Linked DNA regions of Anas platyrhynchos: region 1 is linked to region 2. Evidence: chromatin contacts called from public Hi-C data. All regions are on one chromosome and are shown on one strand. The core of a region is the stretch at or near the end of the contact, and the rest is flanking DNA. Distances in the headings are between cores, read along the strand shown.

Region 1 (4,094 bases), core at 82-2,581, 75 kb before region 2:
CACAAACGAAGCCGTGCTTCGAGCTGCATGGAGCTGTGCCCTGTCGTGAGCCTGGCTTACGACTTGTGCGCTCGCTCCCGTTTCTGATTTTCCTTCTTTCCTCGGCTTCCTGATCTCGCAGCTTAGCCAGAAGTTCAGCTGGAGAGAAGGTGAAGTCGGGAGAGGAGGGGCAGGTGATGGAGAAGCTGAGGAATGCCTGCTGGGAACGCTTTGGAAATCGCCCAGAAGTAGGAACACATCACTTAATGGGAAACGAAGCCAGGAGCCCTGCTCCCCTGCTGCTGCAGCCTGCTCCTCCTCTCAGACGTGTGGCAAAACCCAGGAGCGCACATTACAGGAGATGCTGTTGTGCCAACAGGTCTGCGGGCAGCATCCAGGGACCCTGGGCATCCAAGCGCTTGTCTAACCACCAACCAGACCTTCACTTCTGCCTGCAGCCACACAGGAGCAGAAATCAGCAGAAATCCTCCCCAGCCCTCCACCAGCTGGGGTCTCCGTGGCTCCTCTTCCCTCTCCGTCACGGACACTGGGGCTCAGTGGCGGATACCTTGCAGCTCCAGCAGGCTCTTAGCAGCCAGGCTTCATCAGCTCTGCCTTTCTGCACAGAAGCTGACATTCCCCTCGTTTTCCCAGCCCTGTTTTCCCCGGGGGAATAGGATTTCCTGTACGTTTGACACCCGTGGTACAGAGCTGGTGCACAGCTGTGCAGATGACAGTGGATGGCTCACAGCAGCGGGTTTTGGACACCCCAAAACTGCCCTGCGGATTGCACCACCTGAAATCCCCTCCATGGCAAGGGGCTGCAGATATTCTCTGGGATGAAGAATGAGGTATTTGTGGCCTGACGCTTATGGGAGGTCCCCAAAAAGTTTGGAAGATGCTGAGAGCTGTCCCTGTGCACTGAAATCACGGCTGAGCCCACCCCACAGACCCAAACCACCAGCTTTTGTGCAGCCCTTCCCTCTGCGTGGCAAAAGCCATTCCCCTTCCGTCAACAAAGTCTGCCAGGTAGCTGGTGACAGGTTTCTCCCCTCTCCTCCTGCTCCTGTAAAAAATCTTCACCCCATCCTCAGAGTCGTGGACAGGCACAGACATTTCTATTTGCAGCCACCCCAGCGCCTGCGCTTCACCCGCTTGCTGATAAAACGCTCCTCGCCACACAAACAAGGAGAAGCCTCTGAAATAATCCGCCCGCCTTCTACCTCCGAACCACGCTTGACTTCTGACAGGCAGCTCGGGAAAGTTCCTAATGATGTCCCCTGGACACTTCAGAGGCGACCCGCCCCGGAGCGGGATTTGATGGCTCAGCGAGCGGATGGCCTCGTTTGTACCGCCGAGCCAGCTCGAGCCTCATCAGCTGGGCTTGACCTAGTTTCTCCCTCGCATAGGTCAATAACAACACAGCAAACAGAGCTAATCAGACACTGACGATGCACAGTTAATCTGGGCTGTTCCAGGCTCACAGGAACACGGCAAACCCTGCTGTCATGGAGAAGAGGAAAATAAATCTTTCCCTAAAAAGTCAAAGAGAGCTGTACAAAGAACATGCTGCAGATAATGCACGAGCTTTGCTATTCTTTTTCTTTTTTTTTTTTTTTTTTTCTGCTTGCTTCCTTTTTGGTCTGCCAGCATCTGGAGGATGCTGCATGGCTCTCCCTCCCCAGACAGCAGCGAGGGTTGGTCCCGTACAACCAGGGCTAGAAGCGATCACCAAAAGGGCATGAAATCAGACCCCAAAAAAATATATAAATAAATAAATGAATGAATTGCGCAGCTGGCTCTGGAGTGTCCAAATAAATCCTGGGTAAATGCCAGGCTGCCTGAGTCACCGGCTCTGCGGGACAAGGACGGCTTCTTCCAAGCTGCCTGTGCGGTGCGGGAGCAGCGGCCACACTCCGGGCACGGCCATGGGGACGGGGTGGGTGGGAGCCTGGGGGGCACACAGGGAGCAGACAGAGGGGACATGTGTGCCACAGAAGGCACCCTGAGAAGCAGGCACCTTCAGCTGGGGACCCACACGGGCACCCGGGGCCATCCTGACCCACTGCTCGGCTCACACGGGGCGTGTTGGGGACCTGCAGATGGGGCTGCGAGGAGCTGCGATGCCTTCCAGCCACGCACATGCCATCCCTCCCCAGCCCATCATCCCTCCCCAGCCCATCACGCCACGTGGATGTGATGTCTGCATTCAGGTGCTGGCATAAACCTCTCCAGGGCAGGATGCGTGGATGTAGCACCCACGTACAGAGGCGGTGCACAGGGACCCGGCTGCTTTCTGTGCTCATATGGCTGTTGTGTCCCCCTGCCACCCTGAGAAGAGCATCAGTCCCTGCGGGTGCTGAGCTCCCACTGCTCTCCTTCTGACCTGGGCAGATATTTTGGCACTAGGAGGCAGGTTTCCCCCTGCAGCACAGGGAAAATGCAGCTCCAGGACCTCGGCTTCGGCTTTCTGCTTCTGGGCGCACTGACAGCAGGAATTCAGAAGGGCTCGACACTTTGAGAGCCTCGCTCCTCAGGGAGGGAGTTGTGCAACCCCAGCTGCTTGCAGTGACAATTTTGGAGGAAGCCAGGCTGTTATTGAAAAGTTATTCCAAAGATTACAGCACCTAATGTCAGCTTGGAAGGGAAGCTCCACCAGCAAGGTCGAGCTCCTCGGCTGGCCTTCGTGCTCTGATGCAAAAGCAAGTGGGAAATGCGGACGCACAAAATAAAAAATAGACCAGTGTTTAAGGACTAAGATTTCTGGATTTATTTCTTTTTTTTTTTTTTTCTACCATTCCAGAGAAGAACCAGCACTCGCAGAGCGAAGCCGTCTTCCTCCCTGCTGGCCCTCACCACGTCCCACTCCGCCGCGCTGTCCCCGCGTCTCTGGTGCCGGAGCATCAGCATAATGCGATGTGACACCTTCCCCCACACTTTGTTATAAATATCATGTGTCGCTGTAACTGTGTCTGACACCCCCTCGGGGGCATTTTCTCCTGCTCCCAGCCAAGATGTGGGCACGTGCAGATCCCCCAGCCTGCGCTGTCCCTGCTGGCACGGGGCTGCCCCACCGACAGCGGTGTGGGAACCAGTGGCACTGGGACGGGTTGTGCGGGGTGAGCCAGTCCTCTGTGCTCAGCCTGGCTCTCCAAGAAATAACGCTGCTACACCACAGGGCTCTCCCTTTCTCCTCCCATCAGATGGATGCCAACGCAAGGGACTTTTATTCCCTAAAGCCTGCGATTTATCCGAACATCTCACCACCAAGCCTCACCGCTGCCCTGCCATGGGGACATGGACAGCAGAGGTGCTGTTCCCATACAAGCCAAGGGCAAAAACAGGTGTGAAACCTTGTAGGAACTTGCTACGAGGACAAAAATATTCCTGTGAATAGTGGGGATGCCCTGCAAGTGCCACATCATGGCCTTGTTGTCCTGCTCCCAAGTGAGCTTGTCCTGTCCTAAGCTCACCAGGTCCCAGCTGTAGACATCCAGGAGCACGTCCCTGTCTCACCACTCCACTCTCTTTTTGGCTCTGCTCTCCTCATCTGCCAGGCTCAGCCTGCCCGGCCTGGGGGACCTGCTGTGGTCCTGCTGGGAGCTGTGTCCGTCCATCCCAAAGGGAGTGATGAATCTGGCCTCGCGCCGCAGCTGCTGCCCCACGAGATAAATCACGGGGACGGGAACCCTCAGCGGCTCCTTCTCCATTTCTCACAACCGAGCTCTGCACATGTCAGGAGAGGTGGCAGGCTCCGGAGGGTGGCAGCTTGTCTGGGAGGAGGAGGCCAGCAGATGCCTTGCACGTGGCAGGGAGCTGAGGAGCTGCTGAGGCTGTGCCAGCCTCCAGATCCACAATATGCAGCCGGGACGGGGCACTGGAGGCAGCTCACGTCCAGCAGCCGCTGCCCGAGAGGCAGCGCAAGGTTTTCCCCATGCCAGGGCAGCTGCTGCCTCGCGATTCCACCTCTTGGGCAACTCTTTGCAGCAGATGCAGTGCAATTACCAGCACTGATGTAAGCGCAATTACTGCTCGAGCTGCTTGAGAAACGCTGGTTATTTTTCGGAGGAAGGTTGGGAAGGAAACCGTCTCTTCTTGCGTCTCAGGAAATTTTG
Region 2 (3,663 bases), core at 462-2,961:
AACAAATTTCCGTTTCTCTCCCGAGACAGATCATGAACAGTTATTCAAATCTTCTGCCTTTTCTGAATGATCACTGCCCTCTTGACCATCTCCATCTGGTAAAGTGCCTATGCAGCACTGCAAATTTTTTTTCCCCCTGTTGCATTCCCCAGGGTGACCTTAGCTTTTGTATCAACAGCTTCACAGCTTCTCATTCGTACTCACGGGTCCTTCTTCTTGCAGCATTTCTGTTTGATCTGTACTGGAGGTGGGGGAAGCCAGCACACGCCCAGCTGGAGAAGGTGACGTGGATAAATATTGGTGGTTGCATGCTAAGGCAGAGACTGCTTGCGAGACGTTTGGGAAGCTGGGAGGCATCCTTTGTTAGGAGTCTTTCCTTCCGGTGAGAAGGAGACAGAAAAGCAGGAAAAAGGCCGAGAAAACAATGCCTGGGCTGCCTCTTGTGAGAGCTGTGGCCCTGCTCCCCTTTCCATTTGCACAATTCTTTGTTTTTGGCCGTGTGACAGGGACGCAGAGCAGTTCCCCCTCGTGTCACGCACACCTTGTGCCCGCACCCAGCCCCAAGCAGCCTCCAGCTGATGCCAGCAGGGAGCTGAGCTCATCCCTTGGGGACATCCAGGGTTCACCAGTCCTGGGGTGCAAGCACCCTGCGGGCAAAACCAGGTAAAAGTGGCCCAGGACCCGTGGCCGAGCAGAGTGAGATGTTTCCCAGGAGTGATGCTGAAGATTGCTGAGCAAATTAACTCTATTAACACAGAGCCTGAGCTGCAGTCCCTGTGCCGTCGATCTGACACGATTCATCTGGTGGCTGCTTGTAATAGCACGACCTTAATGGGCTCATCAAGGAAGCGAGGCTGTAGCTCTGGCTAAACACGGATTTGAGACCTGCTGCTCTCTGGGCAGCTGGGGCTGGCTGCCGAGGTCCAGGGAGATGCTGTGGTGTAAGGGGAGTTGGGATCCGGCCCCTTCCTTCCTCCAGGAGAGGCAATTTCGAGTGCCATCACCTCCTCGAGACTGTACAGCAGGAGAAATAAATTACAAAAGGGATTTGATTGTTCATTACTCTGCCGAGCTGCAAGGAAATGAAGCAGAACTAAAATTAAGGCTTGGGAGGCAGAGGAAACATCAGATAACCCGGGGCTCATCAGCCCCCAGCCCAGCCTGGGTGCTCTCCACCTAACTGCACCGAGACACCCTGGGAAGCCGGGCAGTCCGTGGTGTTGGCTGCAGAGAGGGCAGAGCTGGAGACAGCAGAAATAAGGTCCCCCTCTTTGCTAGAGCCACCAAGTGCCACCGAGAGCCAGGGACATCACAGAGCCTGGAGGTAACGGGGACAGATCCTGGCTGGGGTGCAGTGTGCGTGCAGAAGGGCGCTGCCTCTGCTGCAAACACGCGGCTGCTGTCGCATCCTCTGGTCTCCTGGCTCTTCGTGCTGAGCTCTGTCCTCCCACAAAGCGAAGAGCTTCCTTCCTGAGCTGTCAGGGCGCGTTTCCAGGTGCTGTTTGACAGCTGCCACGCTTTGCTCCAGAAGCAGGAGAGAAGCCAGCGCGGCCAGAGGAACCTGCGGGGCATCTCCCAGCACAACTCGCCCTACCTCTGCTGGATCCCAGGGGGTTAATGGGCTGCTCCCCCTGCTCTAATCCAACATCCTCCCTGCTAGTGGCTAGGAGGAGGCTCGGGAGGCATGCGAGGGAAGGTCAGCAGGGGTTAAAGCCGCATTCCAGACATGCTTTTGCAGCCAGCAGCTACTTAACCAGGGCTGGCTCTGCGCTTCCCATGCAGGAGGGGAAAGGGAGGGAGCTGGTGGTTATGGGACGGGGCTGAGCTGCCCCCACCCGCGGTGCATGGCAAAGAGATTGCCTGTGCAGGAATGTGTGTGAAATCCCTGATAAAACCCAGCTCGTCCCTGTGTCTGCTTGCAGCTGGGCGCGCTGCTCCAAGCGGCTCCCCGCGGAGGGCTGGCTCGGCCACCGCTCTGCCAGGGTCTCCCCAGACCACATCTGAGACGAACGAGTGGCTTGCAGAGGTTTTAATTACTGGTCGGGCTTGTAAAAATTACAGAGGGGAACAAAACGGGCAGGGATCTTAAAGGGATGTCACGATGAGTGCCCAGACAGCGGGGTACCCGTGTCCCTGCATGCTCTCGGGATACCCAGCCCCTCGGTTCCCAGCAGAGCAATTTGGGGGGGGGGGGGATGCACCAGGTCACTCGCAGAGGGGTCTGGGTGCACCTCCAGCTCCTCGGGGGATATAAAACCAGAAAAATCTTCTCCTGCAACCAGAGAGGTCCTGAGCTCCTTCTGTGGCTGGCTGAGTCTCTGGGCAGGGTTGGGGAGGGCTGCTGGATCCGCTCTGCTCCTGCAATGCCTTTGCCACCAGGTGAAGCCATGAGGCTCCTCCTGCTCCGAAATCCCTGCTAGCAACCTCGGCTAGCCAAAATGCTCCTCTTTTCCCCAGGCTGAGGCCTGCCTCCCCCAGTTTCTCCCAGCTTAGGTCACCAGATGAGCACCCGGTAACTGTCCCTGCGAGGGCTTCACTTAAGCTACTCGGTGAATGGGGCTGCCCCTGAGAAACCCACCTCCCTCGGACTTAAGATCCCTTTAAAACCTCCAGGGACCGCTGCTTATCCCACCATCAGCCCTGTGCCCACATCCCCTGGGAGCAGCCTTTATTTAAGTGTCTTTAACCCTTTGCAGACACGAGGTGCCACGAGGCTCCCAAGCAGCTTGTGCCCGGGGGTGTGCGCGCTACTGCGGCGCGTCTCGAATTAGACAATCCTGCTCGTCTTTAAAACCTAACCGGGGACGTATTTGCTCTGCCAAGCTTTTCAGCTCGGTTTAATTTAGCTCGGCAAACTCGCTGCGTCTCAGGCTCCCTGGAATGTGTCAGGTGGGGTGCATTATAAATATGCATCGTCTGATCTCATCGTGTTACTCGGAGGTTCAGCGGGCAGGAGGAGTCCAGCAAAAGGGCTCAGCCCTTCCACTGGATCAGGACAGCAATCCAGGGCACAGACAGGCTTACTGGGAGCTGGCGCTGTACTGGGACAGCCTGCTTTAGCCACACGGGCTCTGTGTGCCCAAACAGGGGTGCAATTTCGTGCTGAGGCTGCGTTAACTCTAGCAAGGCTGGCAGCTTTGAGGCTCTGCTAGCTGCCAGCCTAATGAAAGGAGAAGAATCACGACTCCCTCCCATTGATTTGCAATGTGTCTGCGAGCAAAGCTGCACGTTGCTGAGTGCCTTGGCTAGCCAGCCATGAAATAGACGGGGATTTGTTTTGTGTGGGGAGGGGATAAGCAGAAACGGAACCCTTCTTCGCAGCTGGTTACAGATGCGGGCAGACCTTTCAGCAAATGGTTTATTAGAAGTGCTGCGAGTTGCTGTGCTGCTTTCTGTGAAGCACTGAAGGATCAGGCTGAAGTTAGGAGGAGGCAGAGGCAGAAGAGTGTGAGCTGCAGTGAGCTGGGGCTGGGGAATGACCCAGCCTCAGGTTTCCTGGGGGATGAAGGCTGAGCACCAGCAGCTCGATGGGGCTCGGGCTCGCTCTCAGCTGGCCCCATGGGAGATGGCCAGGACAGAAAATATGGGACAGAATCCTCATAAATAAAGCCTTTCTGCCCAGCAGCACCTCCATCCCACCCTGTTCATGCCAGCAGGGCATGC

The links. A called contact is a pair of places that touch in the nucleus more often than the background predicts.
Region 1: a contact with region 2 is called in a Hi-C map of skeletal muscle, with 1.6 times the contacts expected there. The contact joins two enhancer-like sites.

The regions. Positions count from the first base shown.
Region 1 is chr25:6,522,653-6,526,746 of IASCAAS_PekinDuck_T2T, reverse strand. No RefSeq gene overlaps it. Among named protein-coding and RNA genes, the nearest start is that of NECTIN1, 14 kb to the right of the region's middle. Within about 2 kb of position 1,331, at least 3 of the 8 cell types and tissues checked have an H3K27ac peak or open chromatin away from gene starts, as enhancers often do.
Region 2 is chr25:6,448,604-6,452,266 of IASCAAS_PekinDuck_T2T, reverse strand. The region is part of intron 5 of NECTIN1 (nectin cell adhesion molecule 1); the gene reads left to right. Among named protein-coding and RNA genes, the nearest start is that of NECTIN1, 61 kb to the left of the region's middle. Within about 2 kb of position 1,711, at least 2 of the 8 cell types and tissues checked have an H3K27ac peak or open chromatin away from gene starts, as enhancers often do.